Linked DNA regions of Zea mays: region 1 is linked to region 2. A link is a contact called in public Hi-C data. All regions are on one chromosome and are shown on one strand. The core of a region is the stretch at or near the end of the contact, and the rest is flanking DNA. Distances in the headings are between cores, read along the strand shown. Region 1 holds the start of LOC100280297. Region 2 has its middle 42 kb from the start of LOC100278747.

Region 1 (4,840 bases), core at 175-2,674, 87 kb after region 2:
CATCGATGACATTGAACCCACCAAGCGAGAGGTTTGCAGGATCCGTCCTCTCGGTACCGTTACCTTGTATCAGCACCGATGCATCGCATCCCTGCGATCAAGAAAATCTCGGCACTCTTTAACATGAGCCATAAACGAAAAATCTGTAAAAAAAACAAATAAGTGACAAAGACAAAAGGTATTATTAAAAAACACCTACCATAGGGTTCAAACCCACAACCACAATGTTAAGAGCCTTATTTTTACCAACTAAGCTAGACCAGCTTTGTGTATAGAAGTGAACTCGGCGCCAAGATCTATGGCGCCGAGCTCGGTGCCACGTCGACGCCACGGCATCCGTTTGTGCCAACGCAACACGTACCTCGGCATCATAGCCTATGGCGCCAAGCTGTGTTACCTCGGCGCCATAGGCTATGGCGCCGAGCAAAGGGTCAAAAATGACATTAAAATTTTCTAAGGTCCAAACGTGAATTTTTTTCCGAGGGAGGGTCAAAAAGCAAAAAATTTGGTCGCCTGTAGAAGGCAGAAGCCAGCAGCGAAGACCGTAGAAGGCAGAAGCCAGATGCATGCCGTTGCCTGGCCAATAGTGGGTGCTAGAGCAGCCGAGCAGCCCACCGGAATCTCCAAAATTGATAAATAACAAATGCTAATGACTAAACCTAATTAGTATTACTAATGGGCGAGATATTTGGCCCCCAAAAAATGGAGGCCCTATTCGGGCGTACAGGGTGTATATGCGTGTGCACGGCCCTGATGTAACGTATATGTATTTGGACATAATCTGGATAAATAGAGACCCTACTGATCTTGGGGACATGAGCAGTCGCATACCCTGCATACCCTCAGAGCCGGTTCTGATGGAGTCTATGGCAGTTCTTGCCACTCTCCGTCGATATCGATCTTCTTCTTCTTCTCATGATCACACACAGATCAGATCACGCAGATCGTGTGTCTGAATCGCGCCGGAACCGAACGGTTTCGCTACTTGTTGGGGCCCTGCACGTCATTTACGTGACTCATCATCATAGAAACCACGCCTTCTTCCGTGCGCGTCGAACCAACACACGTCCATCAGCTTCATCACATATTGTCGTCATAATTAATTATTAAAAGCACTTCTTGGTCAGTACACACAGTACGTGGGAGTGAGTGAGTGAGTGATTTCTTTTTCCGAAACAAACACACGCTCTGTAATGCACATTATCCAGAATATAATCTCGGGGGGGGGGGGGGGGGGGGGGGGGGGTTGGCCCAAAGCGATATATATATATATATATTCCATTTGGTACGCACGGGGACAGGCGCTACGAGACACGAACAGCGGCAGCACGGAGCAGAGACGACGAGCCCGAGCCCCCGGCCCTGCCGCTGCCCATCTATAAATATCGCGCACCCACACCTCGCTCCTGTCACACAAGAACACACGCGAGCTCCAGATCGCACTTGCCAGCCTTGAGCCACTAATCACCTGGCAGCACTCTACACGGCGAGAGGGAATCGAGGAGAGCTTACGAGGTAGTTAGTAGCTACAAGACACAGCACCATAGGCATGCCGGAGGCGCCGGTCGTCACAATGCGAGACACGGCGGCGGCGGCGCCGCCCGCGACTCACCGCGACCTGCTCGAGTACATCGAGCGCGTGACGGCGGGGGCGGCCCAGGTGCAGCGCCGCGTCCTGTCGGAGATCCTGGCGCAGAACGCGCCGGCGGAGTACCTGCGGCGGCTGGGCGTCTCGGGCGCCGCGCCGGGCGCCGTGGAGGCGTTCCGCCGCGCCGCGCCGCTCGTCACCTACGAGGACATCCTGCCCGACGTGCTGCGCATCGCCAACGGGGACACGTCGCCCATCCTCTCCGGCAAGCCCATCCGCGAGTTCCTCACCAGGTGAGCCAGCCTGCCTGCCCCGTGCCGTGTGAGGAGGTCTGTAGTGTGTGTATGTGCATGTCGACGTCGCACGCGCGCGTGAAGAGTGATAGTAATAATGGCCGTACCCGTACGTGCGATGATGGTGGCAGCTCCGGCACGTCCGGAGGGGAGCGCAAGCTGATGCCGGCGATAGCCGACGAGATGGACCGGCGGTCGCTGCTGTACAGCCTGCTGATGCCGGTGATGAGCCAGGCCGTGCCGGGGCTGGACAGGGGCAGGTGCATGTACCTCTACTTCGTGAAGGCGGAGTCGCGCACGCCGGGCGGCCACCCGGCGCGCCCCGTGCTGACGAGCTTCTACCGGAGCCGCCACTTCCTGGAGCGCCCGCACGACCCCTACACCGTGCACACCAGCCCCGACGAGGCCGTCCTCTGCGTGGACGCGTACCAGAGCATGTACGCGCAGCTGCTGTGCGGCCTGGTGCACCGCGCCGACGTGCTCCGCGTGGGCGCCGTCTTCGCGTCGGGCTTCCTCCGCGCCATCCGCTTCCTGGAGAAGCACTGGCAGCGCCTGTGCCGGGACCTCCGCAGGGGCGCGCTCGGTGCCGAGGTGACCGACCGCTCCGTGCGCGCCGCCGTGGCGCGGGTGCTCCGCGCCGACCCGGCGCTCGCCGACGCCGTCGAGGCCGAGTGCGCCAGGCCGTCGTGGCAGGGGATCATCCGGAGGGTGTGGCCCGGCACCAAGTACATCGACGTCATCGTCACCGGCGCCATGGCGCAGTACATCCCCACGCTCGAGTTCTACGGCGGCGGGCTGCCGCTCACCTGCACCATGTACGCGTCCTCCGAGAGCTACTTCGGCATCAACCTCAACCCCATGTGCAAGCCCAGCGAGGTCGCGTACACCCTCATCCCCACAATGTGCTACTTCGAGTTCCTGCCCTTGCCACAGCCCGGCCCCGGCGGCACCGACGACGCCGATCCCGACCATCGCGACCTCGTGGACCTCGTCGACGTCAAGCTCGGGCACGAGTACGAGCTCGTCGTCACCACCTACTCAGGTGCGGGTGCGGGTGATGAAATGGAACAGCTGCTAGCTGATGAGTCAGTGACACTAGCTAGCTAGCTAACGAACGTACACGCACGCACGCCGTGCAACTGCAGGTCTGTACCGCTACCGCGTGGGCGACGTGCTGCGCGTGGCCGGGTTCAAGAACCAGGCGCCCATGTTCAAGTTCCTGCGGCGGAAGAACGTGGTGCTGAGCATCGACTCCGACAAGACCGACGAGGCGGAGCTTCACGCGGCGGTGAGCGGCGCGGTGCAGCACCTGGCGCCGTTCGGCGCGTCGCTGGTGGAGTACACGAGCTACGCGGACGCGGGGACCATCCCGGGCCACTACGTGCTGTTCTGGGAGCTGCGGCTCCGCGCGGGGGACGTGCCGGTGCCGGTGCCGGCGTCGGTGTTCGAGGACTGCTGCCTGGCCGTGGAGGAGGCCCTGAACAGCGTGTACCGGCAGGGCCGCGCCGCCGACCGCTCCATCGGGCCGCTGGAGATCCGGGTGGTGTCGGACGGCACGTTCGACAGGCTCATGGACTACGCGCTCGCCCGCGGCGCCTCCATCAACCAGTACAAGGTGCCGCGGTGCGTGCACCCGGGCCCCGTGGTGGAGCTGCTGGACGGGCGGGTGCAGGCCAGCTACGTGAGCCCCAAGTGCCCCAAGTGGAGCCCCGGCGGCGGTAAGCAGTGGAGCAGCGACGCCGCCGCCAAGAAGCCCGCCGCCGCCGCCGGCAGCAATAATGGAGGAGGGGCGGTCGTCGCCTGATCGTCGTCCGTCGAGATATACTAGTGAACTTTAATTAATTAGCTGGCTAATTCCGGAACCGTCGTTGTTGTTCGTGGGAGAGAGAGACTCGATCTTGTGGTCGATCGATTGTGATAGCTGATCTATCCGTGTGCATGTATGCATGCATGGCTACGATCGAATGATTATCTAGCTGGGTAATCATCGGGTGTGTGGTAGCTTATTAAGTATTGTACGCGTCGTGATATCATGTGAGCTAGCTTTTGTTTCTTTTTATTTTCTTTTATGTGGTTTTGTAATAAAGTTGGAGTACGTAGTAGTGAGTGGCCCTTTTGTTTTTTTGACAGATTTTGGCATGTTGTGTTTAGACGTTGATTGCTGCTCTGAGCTTATCTCCTCCAGACATGGCTAAGAGACCGTACATGGAGTAGTTTGCAGGGTAGATAGAGGTTAATTAATTCCTTGCATTGAGGGTGCTGTCTGCTGTGCGTGGAACACGTACACCCGCAATCTGGAGCATGGAAAATGCATGGTCACTCGAGCGGCATGCATGGGTTCGATCCTCCTGTGATCTGCAGGCGCGTCTATATGATACTCCATAAGCTTAATCGCCTGTTAAGTACTGTACTAGAGGAGGGCAGGAGGCACGTCATATTTTTATATTGCCCTACGAGGCTAAGACCCATAATTCAGCGTTCATCAGAGTCAATCCTGATCCGTCACCCTTCCTTCTCTCAGAGCTAGTTTGGCAGCCCAATTTTTCTATGGGATTTCTAATTTTCCAAATAAAAATAAACTAATTTTCCTTTGAAAAATGAAAAACTCGTGGGAAAATGGGGTTTCCAAACTAGACCTCAGTGAAGTTACATGTTGAGACCAAGAATTTGTACGAGGGGAAGGCGTGGCCTGGCCCTAGCCTCCCAAGGTTTGTACAAATATATATATACATACTAATTACTAGTTTGTATATATGGATTATGACGCTAACGCTAATCATGTTTATAGGTAACCCTTTTAGCATAGAGTTTGTGAAACAAGGACAGTTCCTAGTTGACTTAGGGCTCGTTTCAGGGGCGAATCTAGGGGTTTACCGGAGTCCTTTAGTAGACACCGCAAGTTCAAAAATATTGTAACATACAATAAAGTTGATTTCAAAGACCCAACAATATTTTTTTG
Region 2 (5,084 bases), core at 1,201-3,700:
ATAGATTGACAACTTCATCATAGTCTTGCTCTTCGAAGTGGTGCATAGTCCTGCATTTCAAAGTTGTTACTGCAACTGATTGCACTAACAACTCTTTCCTTCTCCTTTCGTGGGGGGCATGATCGTGGTCGCCGATGAGATCATCAGAGGTGGGCGCCAAATGTTGTGGATCTATTGATATTCTATAAAGAAACACAACTAAACAACATGATTATCAAGTTATAGCATCCCCTTTTCGAAGGTGCAATTTGGGGAGGTCAGATAAAAGACATGAAGTATTGGTACTTAAGATCACTTCATTATTCGATAAGGGTCAGTGCAATCAAGATATAAACCGAAGGTAATTGTTCACTTAACACTTCACTTCATTTCTCATTCCTTCATGAAGTATAACTTCATTCTATAACAAATCAAAAAAAGAAACACACACATAGCAAATCTTTGTTCTTATTATTATACCTTCGGGAGTTCTCTCGGGAGAAGTGGCTACATGCGCGAGAGTACAAAATAGATGGTCGCTATAGCTGTGGCATTATTCATCTATTTACAAGGTCAAGTGTATTTTTGTATGGAATTACAAGACTACCATTTATCCTATACAATGGTTCCACGTAATTGGAGATGTGTAATCATGTATTTTTACAGAAGAGGTGTGTCATGCACGTATTTTCTTCCCTCTTTGTAACTTCTCCCCTCTAATTTTTTCGACGACGATTGGGCTTTGTCTTTCTCTCGTCTTCGACCAAGTTAGTGTTGTCGGTTAGTTCGAAGCTCTGCTTAATTCAACGGTTTAAAGGTACTTTCCTTAAAAAATATGTAAAAATAATGACTTTTTGTTAATATGGACCTTCCGCTAGAGATCTTCTATCCAACAATCTCTTTTATCCTCTTGTTGTACTCTACTTTGTTGTTCGTCACGTCTCCTAGAGGGATTTCACGGTGTTTTTGCTGGTTCTGAGGATCCTAGAACAACATCCACGTGATTCTCTTCGATGCATCTTCACAAAAGATGCTCAAGGGTCTATCGGTGAGTAACAAAATGTAACGTAAATAGCAATTCACACTCGCGGTAATAAGTTTGAATAGGCTGGTATGATATCAATTCTTAGGGTGGTACTTGATTACGGTTAGACTTAAATAAACATAGTTTAATGTTATCAGTTATCCAGTACGTTATAAATTAACTTGTGAAGCAAACATCACCTAAAATTAATGTCGGTTGACCGATCTCTAGGTCAGTTTCGTGAGTATACTATGTTCCGCGTTTTCTTTTATTGCCACATTTTTCTTTCAGTCCTACTGCGTGTTGGAAAGGTTCTGATGAGCCAGTCCTGTCAGTAGTAGACGATCGACGAAAGAAGAGCGGGGCACGAGCATATAACGCGAGCGGCCAGGGACATTGATACTGATACCCCCTGCGTGCACCTACTCCTTCATATCTAGGAGATATGGAGAGCAGGTCCATGTCTAAGCGGCTGCTGCTCCTATCCGCTGGAGTGCTGTGTGATGACTGACGCCGCCGCCGCCGTGGCCACCACGCCCTCGATCGAACAGCGAAGCATGCAGCGGCACACAGAGCTGCAATGAACGCATGGACGAGACGGGTTGGTTGATTGACGTGGGAGCGGATAGGGCTCGTGAGGCTTTAGGAAGACAGACGAGGGCGTACGCGGGCGGGCGCGCACGTTGAGAGGCCACGGCCGCAGATGCCCTGCCGGCTCCGCCTTTTGCAAAGGCGGGCCACGGACAGCGACCGCACGCACGGACGATGGGCACGGTCAGTTCATCATACTCGCTGGAGCCCCCAGCCACGCGCACGGAGGAGAGGAGCGAGGCTTGGGAGTTGGGACTGGGGAGTGAGTAAGCTGGGGCACACCGGCCGGGCGGGTGGCAGCCATGTGCCGGCCGCGGCGCAGGGGAGGGGCAGCCAAAAGGAATGTCCCGACATGTCACCGGGTGGGGACTCAGGACGTGATCGGTCGTCGCCCCCCGCGCTGGCTGAGGGCTGAGGCCCCCCTCTCTGTCGTCGTCTACACGTACTTTCCGCCGGCCGTGGCCCGCGCGGTGCCGCGTGCTTGCATGCATGCCGTGGCCATGCCATTATTGGCAGCCGCGCGCGCGGACGGTCCCAAGTGTGTTCGTTTTGTACGCAAGAGTACAGTTTGTTCGCTTCGTACGCAAGATCGCTGGTAGGGGTGGAAAACAAGTCTGCGGCACAGAATAGAGAACCTTGATCTTGGGCTGGCACTGGCACGGTGTCGCTTTCAACGAAAATGCATGCAATCGGAGTAGCTCGAGACATGGCAGCAGCAGGACAGATGATTCGTATTATTTCGTGCCGATTTTTTTGTATGACGCGACGCGACGCGACGATCGAGCTAGCAGGCGTAGTAGCCGTGCCGTATAGGGCCAGCCACCATGCATGCGCCCGCGCACTAGCTAGGCGATCGAGCTGCCTCGCGTCGTGTCAGCCGGAAAGCGCGCGGGGCGTGATCTGGAAATCGTGGCGCACATCGGCAGCGCCAACCAGCCAAGCAAGCGTTGCCGGGAGCGGGATGCATGCACACGTACTAGTTGCGTTGCGTGCTCTCGCGCGGCCGCTTTTTTGACTCGACCACTTGGATGCGATTCGTGCGGGACGTACGGCGCAGCAGATGCTGGCCTGGAGTCATGCTCTGGCTCCGTGGTATTCATATTCCAGAAACACGAGCGCAACGGGCGTCGCCGGTATGGCCATCCATGCAATGCAACGCAAAGTATGCAATCCAACAGACAGACTGCAACTGCCGCGCGCACCGGCTCAGTGGCCGGCCGTGGGAAAGGCTAGCTGCTAGCTAGTAGTAGGTGAGGCGTCATGACGCAATGACGCCCGGACCGTATTAGGACTACTTTAGAACGAACGTAGGAAATTTATAGAAACGGTATAGTAATTTCACAGGAATCGGTAGTACAAAAATATAGGGAAAACGTAGGATCCAGAAAATTATCCTTTGATCCAAAGTAGACCTTTTCTCGCTCTCCTTGCGCTGCCTGCAAAATAGCGGTGGCGGCGGCACGGGGTAGATCAGAAATGCCGCCGGCAGTTGCATCGTGCAACGTTGCCATCTCCAGCGAGCTAGATAGTCCTCTAACTCCTCTCTACAAGTATTTGGTTTGAAGAACCAATGCGATAAGGTAATGCATTATGAGTCCACTTCACAAATTTGGTGTAATGAACTCTTTCCTCAAATTATTACTAATTATTAGCTACGGAGAATTAAATAGTAACGAATCAACTCATTCCATTTCACAAACCAAACAAGAAAGTGAGGGGTGAGAATATGGTGGACTATCTTATTCCTCAAACCAAACATGTTGCATATCGTGACAATAGTGGAGTGACTTGGGCTAGTCATGCTCTTATTACTATTGGTGATTGTCATCACCTAGGATGGCTCAGAGTTTGTGGGATCATTGAGTGGTCATTGGATATTATTGTAGGCTTTGATCATCATTTGTAAGGGGATCATGTGCTCATTCCCGATGGAAGACTTGCGAAGAGCAACTTTAGTGAAAAAGTGGCTAACTGGAGCGCCTCTTCAGTGTGGTTCTTATGGAGCACTATTTGTGAGATTGGCGTGTGATACTAATTAGCGTGTGAATCATCTAGCCTAGACTTGCCACAAACGAGGACGTAGATTACCGATAAGCAACTAAATATCGGAGATGTATCTCATGTCATTTCTTGCCTCGTATGGTTTGCTCACTATACTTACTCTTGTAAGTACATTTATGTCCTTTTGCATGATATTTGCTCAACTAGCCTTATGTAGATCATAACTAGCAGTAAATGTTGATTAATATCTCTTTCTAAGTAAGTAGCTTGCATTGGTCAATATAAACTAAAGATCAAACTACTAGAATTATTTAAAGGATTGCATAGAGCGAATTAGGAGTAGTTGCTTCAACACCATTTTTGTATTGATCAAACTTTTCTCAAATGTCTTGCGAGGTTATAGTATAATTTTTATAGGATATTCACACCCTCTCTAACCATCTAGGTGCAATAAGGAGAGATTAGTCCATGTAATGTGAGAGTCACATTTTGTTATTAACTCCATTCTACGCATAAAGGATCACAAAATTTGACCCTCCCTTGATCTACTAATGTTTTCCTTTTCTATGTTTAATTACCAAGGCAGAGAATTTAAGGGACTGTTGGAGACTCGTTCTCAAATGCTTCGAATTAAGAACAAGCCAACATAAAAAGTGTTAAATATTAAAGTCCTTCGTCCTTTCAAGACATTCTATCCCTTCGGATATAATGAATTCCGGACGAAGGTTATGAAGGAAGAGTCCTTCGTAAGTTCTACGGATGATGAAGAAGAATACATACATGAAATACGAATAATAATGCAAATATTATCATCAACTTATTTTTATTTTGTATTATCAGAGTCATAATAACAAATTATAAATGTACCTTCGAATTGTCGAAAAGTAAAGGTGCAGGCGTGATGCGAAAAGCAAATGCCAGATCAGCGTGAACAGTACGGGAGTACTGTTCATCTATTTATAGGCACAGGACACAGCCCGTGGAGAATTACATTAATGCCCTTTACATTTATCAATAACTCTATAGTGACTCCTCGAGGTCTAATTTGGCTTTTCATCATATAAGTCGGTTCCCCTTTTCTGCTGTCATGCCGAAGCTCTTTCTGCGCATAGCTTCGTGATCATCTTATCCTTCGTCATGATCGCCTTCCGTCCTACTCGAGCTTCGTCTTGACCATATTCTTGTATTCTCGTGGCTCAATTCCGAAGATACCTGTTCACATATTTTACTTGGAAAACATTGTCAAATCATGTTTTTGAGGACCTTCGGAAGCCGAAGGCCCCCAACAGTAGCCCCTCGCAATATTAATTTGCTGGAATGATAAATTCATATTGTGATATGGACGAAGGCTTTAAGCCGAAGGTCCGAAAAAACATCTTCCCTTTGCTAGAATAGCAACAGTCTTTGACAAGCGGGACCCTCCAGTTTTCAACGCACTAGGTGTATAAATAAGAGCTCACCACCAGTTTATTTGGCACGCTTCCTTGCC

What was found. A called contact is a pair of places that touch in the nucleus more often than the background predicts.
Region 1: a Hi-C map of ear shows a contact between it and region 2, with 2.3 times the contacts expected there. The contact joins the promoter of LOC100280297 here to the enhancer-like site in region 2. A contact is called at or near these places in 4 of 25 Hi-C or Micro-C datasets (ear, endosperm and leaf).

Annotation. Positions count from the first base shown.
Region 1 is chr8:124,674,936-124,679,775 of Zm-B73-REFERENCE-NAM-5.0, forward strand. LOC100280297 reads left to right here and starts at 1,425. Exons shown (of 3, transcript NM_001153224.1): 1 at 1,425-1,881; 2 at 2,013-2,923; 3 at 3,027-4,009. The coding sequence starts at 1,550. The coding sequence ends at 3,685.
Region 2 is chr8:124,587,216-124,592,299 of Zm-B73-REFERENCE-NAM-5.0, forward strand. No RefSeq gene overlaps it. Among protein-coding and RNA genes, the nearest start is that of LOC100278747, 42 kb to the left of the region's middle. Within about 2 kb of position 2,451, at least 17 of the 20 cell types and tissues checked have an H3K27ac peak or open chromatin away from gene starts, as enhancers often do. A contact at or near this core is called in ear, endosperm and leaf, where this site is marked.